Regions from separate parts of the Mus musculus genome. Here regions 2 and 3 are each linked to region 1. A link is a contact called in public capture Hi-C data. All regions are on one chromosome and are shown on one strand. The core of a region is the stretch at or near the end of the contact, and the rest is flanking DNA. Distances in the headings are between cores, read along the strand shown.

Region 1 (4,695 bases), core at 1,060-3,559:
GCCATCCTCTGTACCCCAGGACTGTGGCTGGGTAAGAAGTGTCCTAATGTTCGCTCCCTGACGCTTAGCGTTCTAGATGAGGCCTTCGGGAGATGATTGGATAGTGAGGTCTCAGACGTCATCTGTGGGGGTGGACAATTGAAAGCCGTGGAAAGTTGAGGAGATGGGACCTTGCCTGAGAAGGTACTTCAGGAACCCGTGAAGGGTGTGGTTTGTCCTCAGCCTCCTTCCCCCATTCTCTTTGCCTCCTGGCAGCTGTGAGGTAAATTCCTCAGCTCTACCCTGTGCCCCTGACCTTGCTGTTCTGCCTCACCTCATAGCCGAGTGAGTATAGACTGAATTCTCTGAAACCTTGTGTCCAAAGACATCTTCCGTCTGGAGCCTTTTATCTGGGTATTTTATCAGAGCCATGGGAAGTTGACTGACACACTGAGACTGTGACTTTAATCTGGAAATAGGGTCTCACAGGCGGCCAGCCTCCGGAGAGGGATCTCAGGGTGAGGTCATGGTGGGTTTAGCAGGAGACTTAACTCCGCTGGCTGGTGTCCTCATAAGGGAAAAGACAGGGGATTTGAGGTGGATGCACAATGGAGACATTGATGTAAAGATGCAGGCAGAGAATGGAATGCTGCTGCCAATGCACGAGTTCCACAGGTTGCCAGTGGCCAGCAGGGTCTACGGTAGAGGCAAGGGGTGAATCCTTCTTCTGGGATTCCAGAAGAGCAGACTCTTTCTTGGCTTCTGAACTTCACACAGCGGAAGGGTAGATTTTTATTACATTGTAGCAATTTGTTCATCAGAAGCCCTGATAAGGGTCTTGGAGACCTCCAGGAGTTTTAATTTTGTTTGCAAGAGGCTCAGCAACTTGCCCAGGCACACACAGCAGAGGCACAGTGGCCCTCAGGGGCAGATGTTCCATCCTGGATGCTGACTTAGGGCTTCTGTTCACTCACGGCTGTTTGTAGAGCATCTCATATGTACCGAGCACAGAGACAGATGCTGGCCAGACCTCAGGGTAAGCAAGGCACATCTGACTTGTCATTCTGGGGCTTTTACAGTCCGAAAATGTTAAGAAAGACTGCTATGTGATAACATCGGAGTATAGGTCACAGTACTGGGGACAGTGTGTGTGTGGCTGGAGGGTTCAGAAAGTCTCCTCAGGGTGATGGAGCTTCAGTATGCAGAGACGGTGGAGAGCAGAGAGCTTGTGTGCAGTGGTGGGTAGAAGGCCAGGTTTTTATCTCCAGGTCAGGCAACGTCTTCAACAAGGATGCTAAGTCTCTTCAAGGACCATAGAACAAGATGAATCCCACCAACTGCCTGCCGCTTCTAACTTTTTTTCTAGATAACATCTTTAATCAGAGAGCCACTCCTGCTCTTCAGCTCTTCAGCCAAGCACCTCAGAGGAAGCTGAGCCCATGTGGAGTCCCCAGGGGTGGTCGAGTGATAATGTCACTTGTGCCATATGTACCCCCTTGGCAGAATGACGGATATGCAAACTAATTCCAGCTCATAGAGTGTAAGGGGAGGGCCCGAGGAGCGGCTCACTGGGTGAGAGGCCAGCATGAGAACTTGACTCCTGATCCCTGATATTTGTACAAAAACTCCAGTGTTTTCAGGCCCAGCACTGGGGGCAGAGACGGGCCAATGCAGAGAGTGTGGAACAAACCAGCCTGCTCAAAGCAGCAGATTCTGATTCAGAGAGATGCTGTCTCAGGGCAGCAAGGTAGAGAGGGAAATTACCGAATGCCTCCCCTCCCCCAACACTCACATCCTGTAAGAGGATTTCTGGCGGAGGCAGAGATCTGGATGCTCCTCCCTTCAGGCTGGAGAGGCAGAGAGGAAAACTCACGTTTCTAGAAATGTAGCGTCTGCCACAGTGACAGACATTTCGCTACCACCCACAACAGTGACAGACATCTCGCTACCACCCAGCAGCTGAAGCTCTCCCAAGGGACAGGGTTCTTGCTGGCCTGCTGGCCGCGTGGTACCACTGCCCAACTGTTGTGTTAGAAGGTGGCTTGTATCTGGACAGATCACACCACAGCAGCACAGCTCTATGAGAAGAGATTTACTGGGGAAAGAGGGGGTGAGGAGGAGGAATGAGGGGAACAAAGAAGGGGAGAGGGGTCTGGGGCCCTGCCTTTTATTCAGGCCGGGATGTAACCATGAATATCAGGTGCGCAGGTGAAGTGCGCAGGTGAGGCGCACATTGGGGGGGGGGGGGGGGAATGATGTGTGGCGGTTGCCATGGCAACAGACGCATGAGCGTCCCTGTTGCCTAGGGGTGACCTCATCGCTGGATTCCGAGGCGACCAGTTTCTGATGTCAACACCATTGCTTACCTTTGAGGTCTCTTTAATGTATTGTTATTTTGGCCAGTGGGAATCACTGCTGCTGGCGAAAGCATGGGGCTTCCTGGAGGAGGAGACCTGGTGACCCACAGGCTGTCTGAAATGGTCTGAAAACGAGCAGAAGTTAGGCCGATGTAAGTAGAGTGTTGTAGGCAGAAAGCACAGTCCCCGTCCCCGTGTGGTCGAAGACACAGGACAGTCCTGACTCAGAGGTAGTACGGATCACAAGGAACAGAGGTGGGGGGGGGGGGCACGGGGACGGAACGCCCTTTCTGACTCTCAAGATGGGCTCATCATGTTTGGCTCACGAGGCGCTGAGGTCCTCACTGAACTCAGAGGGAGTTTGAGGGAGTTTGGGCGTCGCTCTAGAGAAGATGGATGACGGTGGAGTGCCGTGTGATGCTGGTGCACAGCCCGCTGCTACCCAGGTAACCACGGTGGCCCTTGAACTCGGTTCCCCTGGACTCTCAGGACTTACTTGGGTGCCGTTCTCTTCTCTCTCAGCTGCCCGTCTAGGCTGAGTGCCGCCCTGAGCCCTGTGTTGGCCTCAGTACTCCATCAGGTCCAGCCCCCGGTCTCCTGCTTCGGTTTGTCTTTGTCCTGTGTTGGGTGTGCTGCTTGGACTCCTTATTCTCTCAGAGCGACCAATTGAGAGGCAAAGAGCAGAATGAGCGAGCGGCTTCCAGCACACTCAGAGTGAACCAGAGGCTGAGGGCACAGCCATTGTCCCTGCCTCCCATGAGGATCTATTTGAGGGGCTGGGCCTCCCTCAATGCCTGGTTTTGATAGGCCAAGAGCCATTGTAAATATATGAAACTGTCACTGGTATAGCCGAGAGGTGGAAAGGGAAGGGCTGGCTAATGGAGAGTCAACTGTGGACATCCAATTCTCCCCTAAAGGCAGGGTTGGGAGGGTGCTGGATGCAACAATGAGGACCTGAATCTAGATTGCCAGAACCAAGGGTAAAAAAACAAAAAAATCAAAAAACAAAACAAAACAAAAAACAAACAACAACAAACGACAACAACAACAGCAAAAAAACCAAAAACCCAAAAACCCAAAAAAGCCTTGCATGTGGCACACACACACACACACACACACACACACACACACACACACACACTTGAAGGGGCTGGAGAGATGGCTCAGTGGTTAAGAGCACTGACTGCTCTTCCAGAGGTCCTGAGTTCAATTCCCAGCAACCACATGGTGGCTCACATCCATCTGTAATGGGATCTGATGCCCTCTTGTGGTGTGTCTGAAGACAGCAACAATGTTCTCACATACATAAAACAAGGAAATCTTAAAAAACAAAAGCAAAACAACAGCAGTAAAACAAACAAAAATTCCCAACTACTTTGGAGGCAGGGAGACAATAGCTCCCCAAGCTGACTTTTTTTCCCCCTTCTCAAACTGTTCAGTTTGTCTGAGGAGGGGCACAAGTGGCCGGAGGCCAACACACCAAGGAGTGCTGACCCCAGCTCCCTGCTTCTGGGAAGCCTTGGAGGAAATCCTTTGGCACCAAGCAAGCAAGCAAACACACACCCAAACAAAACAGCAGGAGAAGCCCCACACCGAAAAGTTTCCACTTGCAAACATGTTTTTGTCACGGCCAAAGGTTTAGGATTGCAACATTTTGGGCGTCTTTGGCCCTAAACTCAAGGACTCTGCAGTTTTCCCAAAGCACCTAAAATAAAGAATTCTCTTTGGCAAAAACAGTATGTTTGTAAACAGAACGGTTTTATTTTTGAGAAACTCGATTCCTGCTTAGATGTAGCAGATTCTGAGTAAAGTCCCTGAGGCGATTTTCCATCTGCCTCCCTCGTTCCAGATTGTCCGTGGCGCAGGTAATGCTCATCTCCTTTCCCGCCTGTGTGTGGTTTTCATTAGCTGGGTGTGTGTCTGGAATGTGTGCCTGTTGGCCAACTGCCGGGTTCCTTCTGATGTTGGAGAGAAAGGTCCACAGATGAAGGAAGCCCTGGATGCTCCCAGACTGGGTTTCTCATGCCAGGACCCTGAGGCTGGAAGCATCCTAGAGGGGTCCGACCTCCTCCACGCATGGCCGGAAGCCTGCTTCACGCAGCAGCAACGTCAAGTCTGACCAGTTTGTTTTCTAGCTGATTCTCTAACACTTCATTGCTGAAGATGAGTTCTATCTTTCTATCCCAGCCACCAACGCATAATCTATTTAACACTCTGTCTCTATCAGCCTTGTTTGAAGGAAGGCGGCAGAGTAGCCAAGGGTCCCTAAATGAATAGACAAGGCCCCCGTTGGAGATGGAGATGTCAACAAACGGTTATTTCTCACCCTGTCCCCATGCCTCCTCTGTCTGTGTTACCT
Region 2 (4,695 bases), core at 1,257-3,756, 1.1 Mb after region 1:
TGCTGGGGTGTCTGAAGACAGCTACAGTGTACTCACATATAATAAATGAAGAAGAAAGAAAAAGAAAGAAGTGCACGTGGTGGACCTCAGGCACCAGGGCCCAGGGCCCTAGCTTTGTTGGGGGCACAAAGGTCTTTTCATCACAGATCACTAAGGGAAACTCCCCAACAATAAACTCAGAAGCTATGACAGCCGTTTAATGCTGGCCTCTAGTCTGACCTGTGGAGACCAGGTGTTCTCTGGCCCTTTCCCTCTCTTCCTTTCATCTTGGGCTTTGCAGGGTCAGGGGTGTGTGTGAGATTAACAGGGGGCTGCCTGAGGGATGCTGGGGACTTCTCATGGGGGAGCATGGTGACATCTTACGGACACCCAGGGGTAACTGTGCTATTTCCTCACTGCGCCCAGCTGCGGACTCTGGCTGTGGGCTGCACCATCCTGTCTGCCTACTAACTTCTAGCCACTGCTTCCACAACTATTTAAAATACAGCTCCCCACCCCCAGGGTTCATTTACTGACGGCACCAGTGGGTGATCGGCCATCTCCCTCTAGTGGCAGAAGAGTGCACTTGCACAGTAAAAGAAGCATCCTGTTCTCAGGAAAGCACTGGGTTGAGCCCAGCCCTTGGGTCATCTGTATAGTGATGGGCATGGTGGGAGGTGGGGTCCCCGGCCTTGAGTCTGAGGTTCGGCATGCTCAGAGCTGGCTGTGTCCTAACTCTGCAAAGTGAGTAGCAGACAAAGGTTTGAGAAGGGGTGGGGCCACTGGCAGGAGGCGGCACGGAGGGCTTAACTGAGACTTGAGACTTGCTTATAGTCCAGGGTCAGGTGTGAGCACCATCTAAGCAGAGCCAGAGGACCCAAAGCCTTGGCCTCTTCTCATCTCTGCTCCAGGCCAGCCCCAGGCCAGAGTGGGGTCGTCGGAGAGGAAGTGGCTCCCGGGCAAAGGCTGGAGCACCCTCCTTGCGGGATAGGGAGTTCCAGGGAACACAGCCTTTCACCTGTTTGACATCTGCCCTCTGTGAGCTGAGGACCATTCTGTACTTGAATCCCTGATGCTATGTGAACCCTCCCCTGGTTCCCACACAATGGTTGGGACCATCCAGCAATCATAGTTAAAATTTTAATATAAGCAATTTCTTTAAAGTTCATGTTCTACCCAGTGGGCAAGGGTGGCAGACAAGCTACACACTCCCGAAAACTTTCTGTGTGGCCATCTGCAGTGGGCCCCAGCACTTCCCAGCACGCCAGGGCTGGTTCCTGCCTCTTAAGGTGAGAAAGTTAAGCCTCTAAGCACCTTGGTCTCTTAGGTACTGAGCTAGGAAGCTCACCATTGTTTCCTCTCAGATGGGAAAGCATCAGGCTGGTCCAGAAGTAGCTAGTAGCCCAGGCTAGCCTATGACTATCGGCAGTCCTCCAATCTCAGCCTCCTAGGATTACAGATGTGAGCCACCATGCCTCTACAAGACTGATAGCTATGAGTTCTTTCTAGACTGAGCTACTGTGATATTCCATGGCTCTCACCCTCCCTTCAGGAACCCTCCTAGGCTGGCACAGGGTCCAGCCTTCTTGGTTCTGTCATAGACAAGGACACAGCTTCCCTGATGTTACACAGTCAACATGGAAACAAGCTACGCATGAAGAAGCATGCTGGCAAGTGGGGACACGCTGGCCGAGGCTTCTACTGATGCCCCCTTTGCTGAGGACTGTCCCCTACAGCAGTGTTACCGTTGATGTGGGCATGCACATGCACCCTGAATTTTATCATAACTCCACAACCAGAATGTGGCAGAGAAAGGAAGGCTTGAAAAAGTGTTCTCATAGCGTGTTCTGTGTTGGGGATGGGGTGGGGATGGAGGGGAGGGGAGGTAGATAGGAAGGGGGAGAGGGAGGGAAGGCGGGATGGAGAGAGGGAGAGAGAATGCAGACAGCAGTTAAGAATAATGTACTTTATTTCAGTAAACAAAATACTGGTTCTTCTAAAAACATATAAAAATCCACTCTGTCAATCATTTAAGTTAAAGGTCTAGGCCAGAGTGCGGTCCTCTTCTGTGACGTCTTTGTTCTCTCTTCTCTGCTGGAGTCCACCCAAGCTGACATTTAAGTAGGAAAATCTAGAAAGGAAGGGAGACCACAGCAGTAAGGCTAGCGCTGGATAGAAAGGCTCGGGCTTTGCATGCTCCACACCAACTGTGCTTGTGCTCTGAGACGCCAGGGGAGGCTACTGGGCCTGACCTACTAACCGGTGCATCTGGGTTTCCTCCTTTAGTGCAGGCTCTGGACAAGCTGCTAGCCTGACAGACAGGCTAGCTCCCGGGTCAGTTCTACGTGGCTGTGTGCACACTCACGCTTGTGGCCCTGGCTCAATGAAAGCGTGGACATAACAGGCACCGATGAGCTCACACATGATCTTCCCACCCTCCTCTCAGCTGACAGGCATCCTCTGCCTGCATCATAAACCTAGCGGACCCTTCAGCTCAGCTGTCTGCCCTGCTAATCACCTGAAACTGCTAATCACCCCTCCTCCAACTGAGGCTAAGCACTTCCTCCAACTGAGGCTAAGCACTTCCTGGTGGTTTTTGGTTTCCCATCAATAAGACAAATTTTGAAAGGCAAGACTCCACGGTGGTAAGTTACTCTGCCTGGTAAGTTAGTCTGAGGGCCAGCGAGTGGCAGCAAGCATGGATGAGTGGCATACAACAGTGCTCCTATGGTCTCCGTATTGCACGTTTTGGAGGTGGCACAATTGGGGAGTGAGTAAGGTGGTTCGGTTCCCAGATCTGTTCTCTACTGTTCTTTCAGCCTGACATCACCTTGGGGAGTTGTCAGGAGGGCTGAGGCATGACATGCACGGTGAAACGCTTGCCCCAGTCTCGCTGTCACCAAGGAGCCTACTTTACTCGACAGCCCGAGGGAGCTCCGGCTTTCAGAAGCATGGCATCAGGTGGGCAGTGCCGTGACGCCAGAGGCGGTTCCCACGGTGACCTGGAGCTGAGCAGACTATATAAAAATCACCTGTGGGATTTTCAAAGCACCGGCTGCCCAGACTGAACGGTGGACCCAGTGCCCTTTCCTGAGGCTGGGGCCTGGGAAGCTGTGCTCTTAACAAGCAACCCAGGAATCCACACAGCCGAGTATAGAAATTCTGATGTTCAGCTGGGTTCTGGAACCAGAATCTAGAATCTGAAATCCTTGCTCACCATATTTGAATCCTGATACTAAGAAAGGCTCGGAGTTCAGCTTGATACTTTGAAATTCGCACACACAAGTAAATAATCAGGCGTATCTGTGGCAAGGCCTTAAGAAAAGCTCCCAGGGCCCTTGAGTCCTCCACCCCACCCCATGCACACAGAGAGGCACCAGATGCAGTAATACACAAGCCCCAAGCTTGGGCAGGAGCTGCCAGAAAGGGCTGGCTAGGAACACAGGGGCATAAAGGTCTCCGTGATGCAGAAATGCCAAGGGAGCCCAGGGAGAGGACTGGAGACATGGGCAGGTGAGGGAGCACGGTGAGAGGACTGGAGATGTGGGCAGGTGAGGGAGCACGGGGAGAGGACTGGAGACGTGGGCAGGTGAGGGAGTCCGGGGAGAGGACTGGAGATGTGGGCAGGTGAGGTTTGGCCAGATGATGAACAGATTGGAAGGGATCATTTGCCAACAGGGAGCCAGACATCATCCTGAAGATAGCAGGGCTCCTTAATTTGACCTGTCTCCATCTCCTCCTCCACCAAACGTGCATGTCTTAGTACATGGGCTTTTCTGGCCTGTAGCTGGAGTCAGGGTCCTAAGCCAACCCCTCCCACTAAGAAGCACAACAGGCTCGGCGCAGAGGACTGATACTCTAAATGGTCAGAGCGGGGCTGAGGCTCTGGCTTTGCACCCTGGCTGCAGTGCCCATGTGCCCTCTTGCAGCGCCTCAGACCAAGGATGCAGAGATCTCAGGGCACCACACCCTTGGTTGGGCACTGAAGCCCTCTGGAGAGGTTTTGTTTGCAAAGCCCAGTACCTCTAATGTCTCTTCAGCTCGCTTTCTTCTCTGACTGCTTCCTCTTCTCTGCTTGCAGTTTTCCTTCCAGGCTTCTCCTTTGGTACATTTTCACGCCCGCAAAGGCCAGGCACAGGATCAGGGTTTTTGCCGCCAGGATATACAGCAGCAGGGGCACGTGTTCAAGAACCTCAAGGAGAAAGACACAGGCTGATTGCTCTAGCAGTGATGTGGAGTCTCGGTTCCTTCCTTTTGCAAATGTTACCGAGCACCTACAATGTTTCAAGCTGAGGCTAGACTCCTGGACCACAATGGTGTCCTAGTTAGCTTAACTGACAACTTGATACAATCTATAATCATCTGAGAGGAAAGTCTAGATTGGAGATGTCAGGAGCCATCTAGTATAGGCTAAGGCTAGCAGGTGGCCTTCCTGGAGGTGGCCCACCATTTTTGCATGGTCTGTGATGGGTGAGCTCAATGGCAAGGCCCAGAGAAACTTCACCTCAGGATTGCTTCTTGCAGCTGCTCTGCCTTCCCTGTCATCATTAAATTAACAGAGTAGTTTCTTGGCATTGTCTCACCCTATTGATCAGATTTCCGGCAGATCAACATAAGGATAAACTTTCATGAATTAATGCTATTTAGATGAATTAATGATTCTATAGACTTCTTGATTTGATTCAAATTTTAGGAAGTTTTAAAAGAAGGTCTTAG
Region 3 (4,695 bases), core at 1,116-3,615, 1.1 Mb after region 1:
GGAGGAAGGGGCTCTGGTACAAGGTCATTTGAAGGGTATGGGGTCATAACCATTGTACCAAAGAGAAGAAGGGGTAAGAATGAAAGGGTGAAGGGAAAAGAGAAAAAGATGGGGGAGGCTGTCCCAGCTCACCAGGGGTAGAGCGTACCTCACAGGTCCCGGTTCACCAAGGGTGGAGGACTCCTCACAATGACAGATGGGATGCCAAGAGCAGCCGTGCAATAATAAACAACTCATTCTGTGGGGAGCAGAGAGAACCAGGAAGAGAGCTGAGAACACTGCCGAGAGCAACACTACCTTTCTGGAACGGCTCCCATTCACAATGCCCAGGGACAGGAGGGAGGCGTTATCCCATGCCCTGATAGACTGATCCAGGCAGCTGGTCCAGTCTGGATTGTGTGTGTGTGTGGAAGGACCACACGTAAGTGCTTGGCAGGATAAACACACTGTTTCCATCCCTCATCCCCTTTCCCCATCTGCTGGACTCTGGCTTTGGAAAGATGGACAGAAGGACACCACACCCACATAGCACAGCACAGAGGAGAAAGAACTAGGGATGTTCAGGCCGAGTTGATGGATTTTATTTTCTCTGGAGTAGGAACGGTTGTGGAAGGTATAGAGCTGAACCACGAAATCCATCTTGGGTGACCCCCAGCAGCCAATGCTGATCTCGGGTGTTGTTTCCTTGCTTCCCTTTGAAACAATGTCTCGCTCTTTGTAAATCTAGGCCTGCCTGCCTCTCTCTCTCTCTCTCTCTCTCTCTCTCTCTCTCTCTCTCTCTCTCTCTCTCTCGTTTTTCGAGACAGGGTTTCTCTGTATAGCCCTGGCTGCCCTGAACTTTGTAGACCAGGCTGGCCTCGAACCCAGAAATCCGCCTGCCTCTGCCTCCCAAATGCTGGGATTAAAGGTGTGTGCCACCACTGCCCGGCTACTAGGCCTGCCTTTCTCATGTAGCACTGTAAGATACAAGATGTGGAGCCAGGTGTGATACCGCATGACTTAAATCTTAGCACTTCAGAGGGAGACACAGGTATCTGTGAACTTGAGGCCAGCCTGGTCTACACAGAGTGTTCCAGAACAGTCAGAGTAACATAGTGAGACTGTCTCAACAAAGAGACAGATGAAATCCACATTATAACCAACCCACTAGGCGACATTTTGCTAGTGGCTTCATTGGATATTTCATTGAGAAATAACTTTGTATCATACAAGCCCTAGTTTAATTATTAATTGTATTTATTTATTTATTTGGCTTTAGGCATCAAGATTTTAATTATTATAAATAAAACTATGAAGAACCTTTATATCCTTAAGACTTCTCTAAACCCAGTGCCTCTCTTTGGAATAGATTTCTCAGAATAACATTACACGCTGGAGGCAGTCTAGTGCTCTCCACTGTGGCTCAGTACCTGGATTCTGCCACCCACATGGCCACAGCTCCCCATCTGCCTTTGTCAACAGGAGTATTATCTTGGAATGTTGCAGGTAAGCCCGTGGGAGGGCCTTCAGTTGTAGCCAGTTGTCCCCAGGAGCCCATAGGGGCTGTGGTCCTTAGAAGTGATCAGATGAGGAAGACCACGGGGGGGGGGGTGGCGGCGGGGGGGGGGGAGCAGTTACCCTTGGCTGTGTCCTTTCGCTGTAGGTCAGAAGCCTGCCTCTGTATCTCATCTGCCAGCCTAGCCAAGCCCTTCCACCGGAGCTGCCCCTGTTGACTCACACCTGTCAGGCGGGTGGGCAACGCTATGAAACTGACCAGGAAGTCACCTGAGCAACTTCAGAGCTTGCTCCTGCTGGGAGAGAAAGGCCGGTTCATACTTGCCTGGGAACTTCAGAGGTGGCGCCAGGGCTGAAGTTCCTCCAGCAACTGACTGCCCACAGCAGAGCCTCGACCATTTAGCTACCTCTGCACCGTCCATCCAGGACCAGGCACCCAGTAAGTAGATGCTCAAGGTAGCCTTGTAGAATAGCCGAGGAGCCACAGGGGTCCAGCAGGGTGTTAAGATAAAGGGATCTGGAGAGGTTCTGAGCCATCTCTGAGGTGCACGTGTTTGGAGCTATTTAATAGGGTGTTTGTCCGGTGCTGCCCTGGTCTGTCTTCCTTATTCTCCCACAGACTGCCTGCCAGCCCTAAGCCCACCTGCTGGAGTCAAAGTGTTTCCGGCCCTTGGGGCTGAGTGCAGCGTGCAGGGTGCAGGGTGCAGGGTGGGCTGGGTAACTTCAGAGACCTAGGCTGGCAGATAGCGAGCCAACCTGGCTGGAAGCCCCAGGGCTCTGTGAGGCTCCGCCCACCCAAAGCAACATCGCTTGAGTGCCTCTGGGCTTGTCGGTCCTAGACCCCGGCTCACAGGCACACACATCAAGGCTCCCGCTGCACACACCAGGTTCCCTTGGCTTCTAGACCCAGGTAAGTCAGGGGCTCCTGCCTCTGCAACAGGTACCCTGCTAGGACCAGTCTTGGCCTACAGGCAGGCACACAGCATGGGGGGTGGGGGGGCGCAGGGATTTAACTTGTAGCCAGTCCCCTCTCTGCCTGTCTTCACTTACAGGAAAGTTACAGGAAAACATTCTGCTTTTATTAGTAACTCAGTGGCATTCTCAGAGAAAATTTGGAAAATATCTAAAAGCATCAAATGAAAATTAAAACCGCCAACCCCAGTCCTCAGCCTTAAAGAGATCCCCCACCCCCAACTCAGCATTACTTGAAGCACACCAGCCACAAAGAACCTGATTTTATTTTTATCGTTTAATTATTTATTTAATTATTTTGATCAGGAAGGTTCTTTGAGTTTTGGATTTTTAAATTTTTTTGTTATTTATTTATTTATTTGCTGTGGGAAAGGCACGGGATGTAGAAAACATGGTTGATATCTGATAATGGTTGCAGTAATGCGGGAATGGGAAGCTTCTAGAAGAAACCAGGTGACAGCTATGGTGTGTGCCTAATCTCCAATCCCTACTGCAGCGCCACTGAGGTAAAGAGCAATTAGGGGAGGGAGGGCCCTTTGGGTCGTCTAATGCATCCCGCTCCCTGGGCTGTCTCTGTGTGGACTGATAGCTCACTTCAGCACAGGAAGTAATGTCTACCTCCACAGAGTAAGACTGTAACCAATTGTAGCTGCCATTTGTGGTCCCCGATGGGGCCTTTGCTAGGTTCACCATGCTGCTCTGATTCTTGGATACAATGTGAACTTGACTGAGGCCCAACACTTCTGCCTTCCTCCCCTGTTTGGTTTTTCCAGTCAATGAGGAAGGCACCGCAAGGCAACAGTCCTGGCACCACCCTACAGATCCTGCCTTTGATGGTGGGTTAGGGGTCATTTTAAAAGCATAAGCTCTTGAAGGACCTCGGAGAGATTCGCCCATGCCACCAGTGTCTCTGGGGGTGAGCGGCTGCCTGTGTGGTCACTCATTCTGGGAGCTGGATGGAACTCAGAGGCATCCGTGCATTCATGCATGGAGGCATCCGTGCATTCATGCATGCACGCCTGCTTCTGATGAATGATTACTGCATTCCCACCAGATGCAGATTCTGTTCCAGCTGTTGTGGGCAGAATGAAAAATAGCTCGTGCAGAAATCCCGCTTAGGCAGCTCGCCTTTCGGTGGGAAGATGAACATCCAACAGCAAGCACAGTAATGGAGAAAACTACACTACATACAAACATACAATGCTATGGGAAAGGATTGCAGGGTGAGCATTACGGAAAGTCAAGGTGCCGGGCAAAAGTACACTGCACCAATAATCACTTAAATCTTTTTAGAGATAAGGTAGTGAGCCATGTAGATGAAGAGATTGTATCATGAAAAAAATCATAAAAATAAAAACCTATAAATTTTAACAGGAATAATCGCGCAGGCTACTCCCTAAATGCAGTGGTTCCGGCTTGAACACTAGGGGTTCCCTCCCTTTACATAGCAAACCCTTCTCCTACTCTGGGAGGGAGAGACTGGCACCATGAGGGGCTGCCAGCCAGTGCTCTTACACTTTATCACGCTGTCTAGCCTTTGAAGGGCCTGTAGCATAGATATGCCCTGCACGTGCTCTTGAAGAGAGCAGGGACAAAGGCCATTTCAGGGTTATTTGATGTCGCATACAACCCTGTGGTGTGTGCACTATGCAGTCGGGGTAAGCTCACCATCCCGAGCCTTTAGAGGGGGAAACTGAGGCTCCCTGGTTTTACCTGAGTTGCTGAGTACAGTTCCTGGCTCCTCGCTTTAATACCTCAGCTGTCATTTGTTCTTTATCCGAAATTCTCATACTCCTCCCTCCCTGAATCTTCTGAGCATTTCGTCCTGTTTGCCTTTCCAGTCTTCACACGCAGCCTTCTGTCTGTCACCCATGGGAAGCTCTGGGGAAGCCAGGGGGAAATAGGACCAGACTCAGAGGCAGCAGCCCCCAGGGAGCCAGGAGGCGACAGACCTCCCAATCTGGCCTCCCAGTCTGAGGGCAGTGGTTCTCTGGGTCTCCACATTAGTCCATGAGAAGCCCTGTCTGCCTCAGTCCCCCAAGGAAGGACGAAAGGCCACTGTATAGCCAGCTTGCTGCCTGGAGGGCCTGGAGACCCCTGTAAAGCTTCTTGCTCGTTAAGGGGCATACATATGCAGCATATATGTTTCCAGAATTTGGACATGGGGTTGAAATGAAGGCACTAGCAATAGACAGTTGCTTCCAAGGTCAACCAGTGTGAATTCTAGGC

The links. Capture Hi-C pulls out chosen DNA fragments and counts their contacts.
Region 2: a capture Hi-C map of embryonic stem cells shows a contact between it and region 1, with 4 times the contacts expected there. The contact joins the promoter of 1700048M11Rik here to the promoter of 1700029J03Rik in region 1. A contact is called at or near these places in 12 of 39 promoter capture datasets (the 3T3-L1 cell line, 3T3-L1-derived adipocytes, the SN4741 cell line and 6 more), 1 of 15 datasets of contacts at CTCF or cohesin (large pre-B cells), 3 of 484 Hi-C or Micro-C datasets (bone marrow-derived macrophages and cortical neurons), 3 of 115 datasets of contacts at active chromatin or transcription factors (embryonic forebrain, forebrain and large pre-B cells) and 3 of 9 other capture datasets (adipose tissue, embryonic stem cells and liver).
Region 3: a capture Hi-C map of macrophages shows a contact between it and region 1, with 8 times the contacts expected there. The contact joins the promoter of Kcne1 here to the promoter of 1700029J03Rik in region 1. A contact is called at or near these places in 7 of 39 promoter capture datasets (the 3T3-L1 cell line, the C10 cell line, the SN4741 cell line and 4 more), 2 of 484 Hi-C or Micro-C datasets (bone marrow-derived macrophages and palatal mesenchyme), 3 of 115 datasets of contacts at active chromatin or transcription factors (embryonic stem cells, extraembryonic endoderm stem cells and large pre-B cells) and 4 of 9 other capture datasets (adipose tissue, embryonic stem cells, embryonic trunk and 1 more).

Annotation. Positions count from the first base shown.
Region 1 is chr16:93,456,486-93,461,180 of GRCm38.p6, reverse strand. 1700029J03Rik (RIKEN cDNA 1700029J03 gene) reads left to right here and starts at 2,309. Exons shown (of 3, transcript NR_040494.1): 1 at 2,309-2,488.
Region 2 is chr16:92,310,277-92,314,971 of GRCm38.p6, reverse strand. 1700048M11Rik (RIKEN cDNA 1700048M11 gene) reads left to right here and starts at 2,506. Exons shown (of 2, transcript NR_045300.1): 1 at 2,506-2,624. It overlaps Smim11 (small integral membrane protein 11), which reads right to left. Exons shown (of 4, transcript NM_138743.2): 3 at 4,003-4,171; 4 at 1,931-2,110. The coding sequence ends at 4,016.
Region 3 is chr16:92,356,544-92,361,238 of GRCm38.p6, reverse strand. Kcne1 (potassium voltage-gated channel, Isk-related subfamily, member 1) reads left to right here and starts at 2,365. Exons shown (of 2, transcript NM_001362456.1): 1 at 2,365-2,404. It overlaps Gm30163 (a long non-coding RNA gene), which reads right to left and starts at 4,235. Exons shown (of 3, transcript XR_876259.2): 1 at 4,180-4,235; 2 at 149-238.